Regions from separate parts of the Sus scrofa genome. Here region 2 is linked to region 1. A link is a contact called in public HiChIP or PLAC-seq data. All regions are on one chromosome and are shown on one strand. Each heading gives the region's core, a stretch centred on a gene start, on an enhancer-like site or on the middle of the called end of the contact. The rest is flanking DNA. Distances are from core to core; before and after follow the strand shown.

Region 1 (2,926 bases), core at 75-2,574:
TCTGAGCCGCGTCTGCGACCTACACCACAGCTCACGACAACGCCAGATCCCCAACCCACTGAGCAAGGCCAGGGATCGAACCCGCAGCCTCATGGTTCCTAGTCAGATTCATTCACCACTGTGCCAGGACAGGAACTCCCACGTTTCTTAATTTTTATATCTTGCTCTTTTGGTGGCTTCCGGAATTCACATCACCGTCAGATGCTCTGTTCTCTCCTTTGATTGGGACTGAAAAATAAGAGTTACTCCTCCAAGCCTCATCTTCTGCCACTACCAGGTAACTCACCCCGCCTCATACAGGAATCAAACTACTTCGCGTTGCAGGGAACACGATGCCCACGCCTCCGTTCCCTCGTACGTGCGTGCTGTTCCCTTTGCCTGGAATGCCCTTGCAATGGCTTCTCTGGCAAACTCCTACTCATCCTCCAAGACAGCTCAGATAACGCCACAGCGTTCTCCGAGAACGCTTTTCTGAGATGGGAGGAGCGGCGACCCCTCGCCTCTCCTCAGCCTTCTCCAAATAATTCTGACCGTACTTATGGTATTATTTGTTCTTTCCCTCCTATAGATCTTGAATTCGTTTCTGTGCAGAAAGGGCCCGGATTTCTGTTCTTAGTTGGACCCTCTATACTTGACACAGTGCTTAGAATGTACTAGGCACTTGGTTCAATCGATGAGCGAACGAATATGTTCATTCACCTAACGCAGCAGAGTTTGTTTGGACCAGATTCTCAAATATTTCCAGACCTGATCCTCTATTTGGCTTGCTTCACGTGGGAGGGAGATTCCCCCCCAACCCCGCCAAACTGGGTTGGTGGAAGGGGAAAACGAAGTGATTAGGGTGTGCATAAAAGTCCTTTCTTGGCTGGGGGAAAAATGTAATTGTAATGTATACATGTAAGGATAACCTGACCCCCTTGCTGTACAGTGGAGAAATAAAAAAAAAATAAGTTGATATCGGCCATCAAAAGTAATATGACAATTGAATCATGCAAATGTGGGGCATAAAAAAAAAAAAGTCCTTTCTTTCGGAGGTGAGTTGTAATTGACCCGCTCTGGCACCGAAAGGGTTACGGCGACCCAGGGGTGGAGCCCTGTCGGTGCCACCTGCTGCGGGGCGGCCTGGCGCCTGCGCTCTGGCCTGTAGCTGATCTACCTGCGGGGGGCCTGGCGGAGGAGGAGCGCTTGCGCTCTGGGCCTTTTCCGCCGGGGGAAGTCTCGCGGGGGCGGGGCGGGGCGGGGCCGCACAGGGAAGTTCTCGCGGGACCCCGACCAGGAGCGGAAGCGAGGCGGCTGTGCTGCTTCAGCTACCGGACCGCGGCGGCGACGACGAAGACTGTGGCGGTGACGGCGGCGAGAATAGGCGCTGCCCTCGGGGAGCAGCAGAGGGGTCTGCGGCCGCTCGCACCGCTGCAGAGGGGCCGGCCGGGCGTGGAGCGGAGCAGCTGCGCCACGGTGAGTGTGGCTGGCGGCGACGGCGCTGCTCGCGTGCTGCTTCCTCCCCGCTTCGTCGCGGGAGTCGGCCCCGGGGGACCGGGCCCAGGGTACCGTGGGCTGCCGGGCCTGGGGGTCGGGAGTGCGAGGCTCCGGGCGGGGAGCGGAGCGCCCGGGCTCCGGGCTCCATGTTTCCCCTTTTGGGGCGCTTCCTTCCCGGGGACCGTCCTCTCAGTACCCTTGGCTTGGAACAGAGCCCTGGACGAGAGGCTGGGGGCTCCTGATTTAATTTTATGCTTTCTTCGTGAAGGTTTGCACAGGGGGGACCCGGAGAAGCCCGAGAACACAGGGTAATCATTCTGTGAGTCAGTGTGACTTGGCCCGGGAGGCGGGGGATTCGAGGCGGGTTGCAAATATGGTGATTGATGCTCCTTCGACCTATACGGCCACCACGTCACCAACTCCTGGTGTTTGGGGGCCGAATTTTGGGAGGAAACCCACCAACCCTATTAATACTGTGAGCGAGGACGTTTGTTACCGGAGCCAGTAGAAATACCTTTACTTTTATTGCGCTTTTTTTTTTTTTTTGACTGCTTCCCTAAAAACATTTGTTAAGAAAAGTAAGCAGCAGTTAATCGGAATGCTCCGAAGAAAGATTTCCGTGATCGAGGGCAGAGAATCGCTGGCACTTTTCATTTGCAGCTCTCTCTGTGTATAGGATTGTAAAGCCATGCTAGTTAACAGCTTATTTAGGGAGTTCACCTAGGCTGGCTTCAGATGCAGCAAAAGTATACTTTGCAGAAGAGCCGAAGTGCCCTCGCGGGTTCTGTCTTTTGCTACTCTTGAGTCTCAGAAGAGGGTGGAAAAGAAAGGCGCACTAGAGAAATTCGCTTTAGTCTTCTGGGCTTTCTAGTCCCTCTGTTCACTTTGCACTCCACAGTTGCTGCCTTTCTAAACTTCTCCCTTGTCTTCTGCGGCCACGAAATGCTTACTCCGTATAATGCAAGTCACTTGCCCCCTCCCCCCTTTTAGTCTAATCTACTTCCCCTTCCTCCTTATTGTCCCTTTTGGCATAATTTTTTGAGGTTTCTGCTCTTTCGCCCGTTCGTTTTTCTCCCTCATTTAAAGATTCCGTTTCTCTCCCGGAAAGATGATGCCCTCTTCCCTGCTTTATCCTTTGCTGTGAAGCGTCCACTGTGTTTCTTCAGTCAGCCAGAAGGGTTGCTAGAGAGCTGTGCGAGACTTAAGGTCTCCCCCTGGGAGCTGGGAGGCTCAAAGGATTGAGTTCAGCCGTAACCAATACTGCACTAATACTGCACTAGATCACAAGTGTAGCTTGCTGGTGTTTTTGTGTTTTAGTTGTTTTTTTTCACTTTTAGATCGCATTTTTGTGCCTGCTCAGGTTTTTCTATGTCTCTCTTATGTTAGTAAGGAAGATTGGGTCAATTTGGGGCTCATATGCCTTCTTTTTGGCTTTTAGCGGGGGAGGCGA
Region 2 (2,700 bases), core at 86-2,585, 93 kb after region 1:
ATGGGTGCGGCCCTAAAAGCCAAAAAAAGAAAAAAGAAAAAATTGCTTTGTTCAGCTCCCAGGAAACCTCCTGACCAGGCCCATCTGTGTGACTGCAGGAAAGAATAAATTAACACATCCCTTCTGAGGCTGACTGGAACCAGGAACTGTGTGACTCCCTCATAAAAGAAGCCGGAATTCTAACCCAGGCCAGACAGTTCTTTGGGACAAGAGTCCACCATCTTCTCAGTCTGCTGGCATTCTCAATAAAGTCATTATTCCTTGCCCCCAAAACTCCTCTTTCATTTTTTTTTTTTTTAATTTTCCTCTTCCAATTTATTGGCTTGTCCTGCAGTGAGGCCAATAAATTGAGTCTGGACTCCGCACCAGTGGCACATAGCTGCTGGTATAGAGGAAATGAGACTGACCAAGGGTTGGTTAATTGCTGAAGTTCAGTAATGACTATATGGTGGCTCATTGAGCTGGTCTCTCTACTACTGCATATGCATGAAAAGATTTTAAATTGTGCAATAAAGGAGATCCTGCAGTGCCAAAAGGTGTTAAGAATCCAGTGTTGCCACAGCTGAGATTTAGGTCACAGCTGAGGTTCGGATTCGATCCCTGGTCCGGGAACTTCCGTAGGCCACAGGACAAAAGAAAAAAAAAATTAAAAATAGATATTGTGCGTCAAAATGATTGCACTAATGTAAAAAACAATTTATTTAAAAATCAGGAAGAAATACTGTCCTGCAAAACGCTGATGCTATTTGCGTAAGAAAGGTAGGATGAGTCATTTCCCCTTTATTTCTACATTTTCTGTAATATGTCTATGTATTTTTATTTTCCTAAGGGCAAACAAAACCTCTGTATTTTTGCCGTCCCCATCTTGGACTTAAAAACTCATCTATTCCCTCCTCCATGGCCTCCAGGCTTTGATTAAGCTTCCCGCCATCTTTTCCAAGTTTAGATTATCCGGATTCTGGAACTACGACGGTTTTGAGGAAAGGAGGTCAAGTCCAGAACGCCCTAAACTTCCGCCGGCCAGCAGGCTGATCTAAAGCGCGGGCCACTTTGCACCGCGACCTCCAAGTACGCAGTCTGGCTTGGGACCCGCCTCCTTCCAACGCGTGGGTTATATTTGCGCACGCGTGCGCCGAGGGACTACATCTCCCAGGAGGCTCTGCGCCTCGCGGGGTAAGGGGGCGGTGAAAACAACCTTGGTAGCGAAGGACTACATTACCCAGAGGTAACTTGAGAGGCGTTGGTCCAGGGGCGGCTTGCAACCATTGGTTCAGCGTCTGTCGGAAGCTGCGCGGTGATTGGTCCCGAAGCCCGTCGGTTCCTGCCAAGAGCAGTTAAATTTTGCTGTTAGCGTGCGCGAGAAGGGAGGGAGAGAAGAGCGCGGAGAGTTCTGCCGCGCCCTCTGAGCTGGGTGAGTGACCTTTACCTCCTCCCTCCTGGCACTTTTCTCGGGGACCTGCACCGTCGCTCCCCTGCTCCCCGGGAGGGGCCCACACGCGCAAGTACTCACGCGGGGGCTGGGACTGTACCCACACGTGTCACGTCTGACGTGAGAAGCATCTTCAGGGACGCAGGGAGCAAAATCCTGGACACGCCCCGGGCACTTCTACACGCGGGAGCCCACCTCGCGGGTGTCTTCTCTGACTCGGAGAGAAAAAACACGCTCAAAGGCACACGTGGACATCTGTGTCCACACGTGGGCACATCTGCAGAGACTCTCAGCTGAGCCCAGGGGCACACACGCTCACCGCGGGAGACCTGCATAGCTGCTGCAGTAGTAAAAGGGGAGTGGCTAAGGGAGACACCAGCGGCTCCCTATCTTCTGAATACTGAATTGTATCATACATGTAATCATATTTCATTTTTTATCTTGTCTCTTCAGATTAAATATCAAGGCTTTTTGGTACAAGAAGGAAATTTTGAACCCGCAGAAAAAGTAAGGCCACTACTGAATTGTGATTTACAAGCCCTTTCACGTGTAAAAAAATTTTACCTTTCTTACAGAGCTTATCACACATGATATCTTGGATGTTCCTTCCAGGAATCTGGCTAGGCAGGGCCACCATCATTACCATTTTCCAGAAGAAAATGAAACCTGCTAGGGGTCCAATCTGAGATATAGCCACGGGCCTACACCACAGTCACAGCAACGCAGGATCTGAGCCGAGTCTGTGACCTACACCTCAGCTCAAAGCAATGGCAGATCTTTAACCCACTGAGCAAGGTCGGGGATTGAACCTTTGTCCTCATGGATGCTGGTCAGATTTGTCTCTGCTGAGTCATGAAGGGAACTCCCTTCTTTTTTTTTCTTATAAAGTAGTTTTCTATTTATTTATTTATTCTTAGGACCACACCCATAGCATATAGAGGTTCCCAGGCTAGAGGTCAAATTGGAACTGCAGCTGTGAATCTACACCACAGCTCACAGCAATGTGGGATCCTTAACCCACTGAGTGAGGCCAGGGATCGAACCCGCATCCTCATGGATCCTAGTAGGATTCTTAATCCACTGAGCCACAGCAGGAACTCCCTGAACTCAGGCTTCTTGATTTGAGGTGTAAGATTATGTCCAGCTATACAGAACGCCTACTTATAGAAATGCCCCCTTCTTGACAGCAGGGAACCAGCACTGCTCAGCGTGACCTTTGAGGGTGTGCAGAGAAGTTAGCGAGGAATGGGCACATTCCTGGCAAGGGTGGG

Evidence for each region. HiChIP or PLAC-seq counts read pairs in DNA pulled down with a chosen protein or histone mark.
Region 2: an H3K27ac HiChIP or PLAC-seq map of alveolar macrophages shows a contact between it and region 1. The contact joins the promoter of SLC25A19 here to the promoter of GRB2 in region 1. A contact is called at or near these places in 2 of 5 promoter capture datasets (fetal liver and liver), 9 of 47 Hi-C or Micro-C datasets (embryonic fibroblasts, epiblast stem cells, heart right ventricle and 2 more) and 2 of 2 datasets of contacts at active chromatin or transcription factors (alveolar macrophages and skeletal muscle).

What each region holds. Positions count from the first base shown.
Region 1 is chr12:5,939,399-5,942,324 of Sscrofa11.1, forward strand. It overlaps GRB2 (growth factor receptor bound protein 2), which reads left to right and starts at 1,325. Exons shown (of 6, transcript NM_001137628.1): 1 at 1,325-1,455.
Region 2 is chr12:6,032,326-6,035,025 of Sscrofa11.1, forward strand. SLC25A19 (solute carrier family 25 member 19) reads left to right here and starts at 1,336. Exons shown (of 8, transcript NM_001164514.1): 1 at 1,336-1,411; 2 at 1,883-1,936. LOC102165522 (a long non-coding RNA gene) reads right to left here and starts at 1,321. Exons shown (of 3, transcript XR_002336994.1): 1 at 1,220-1,321.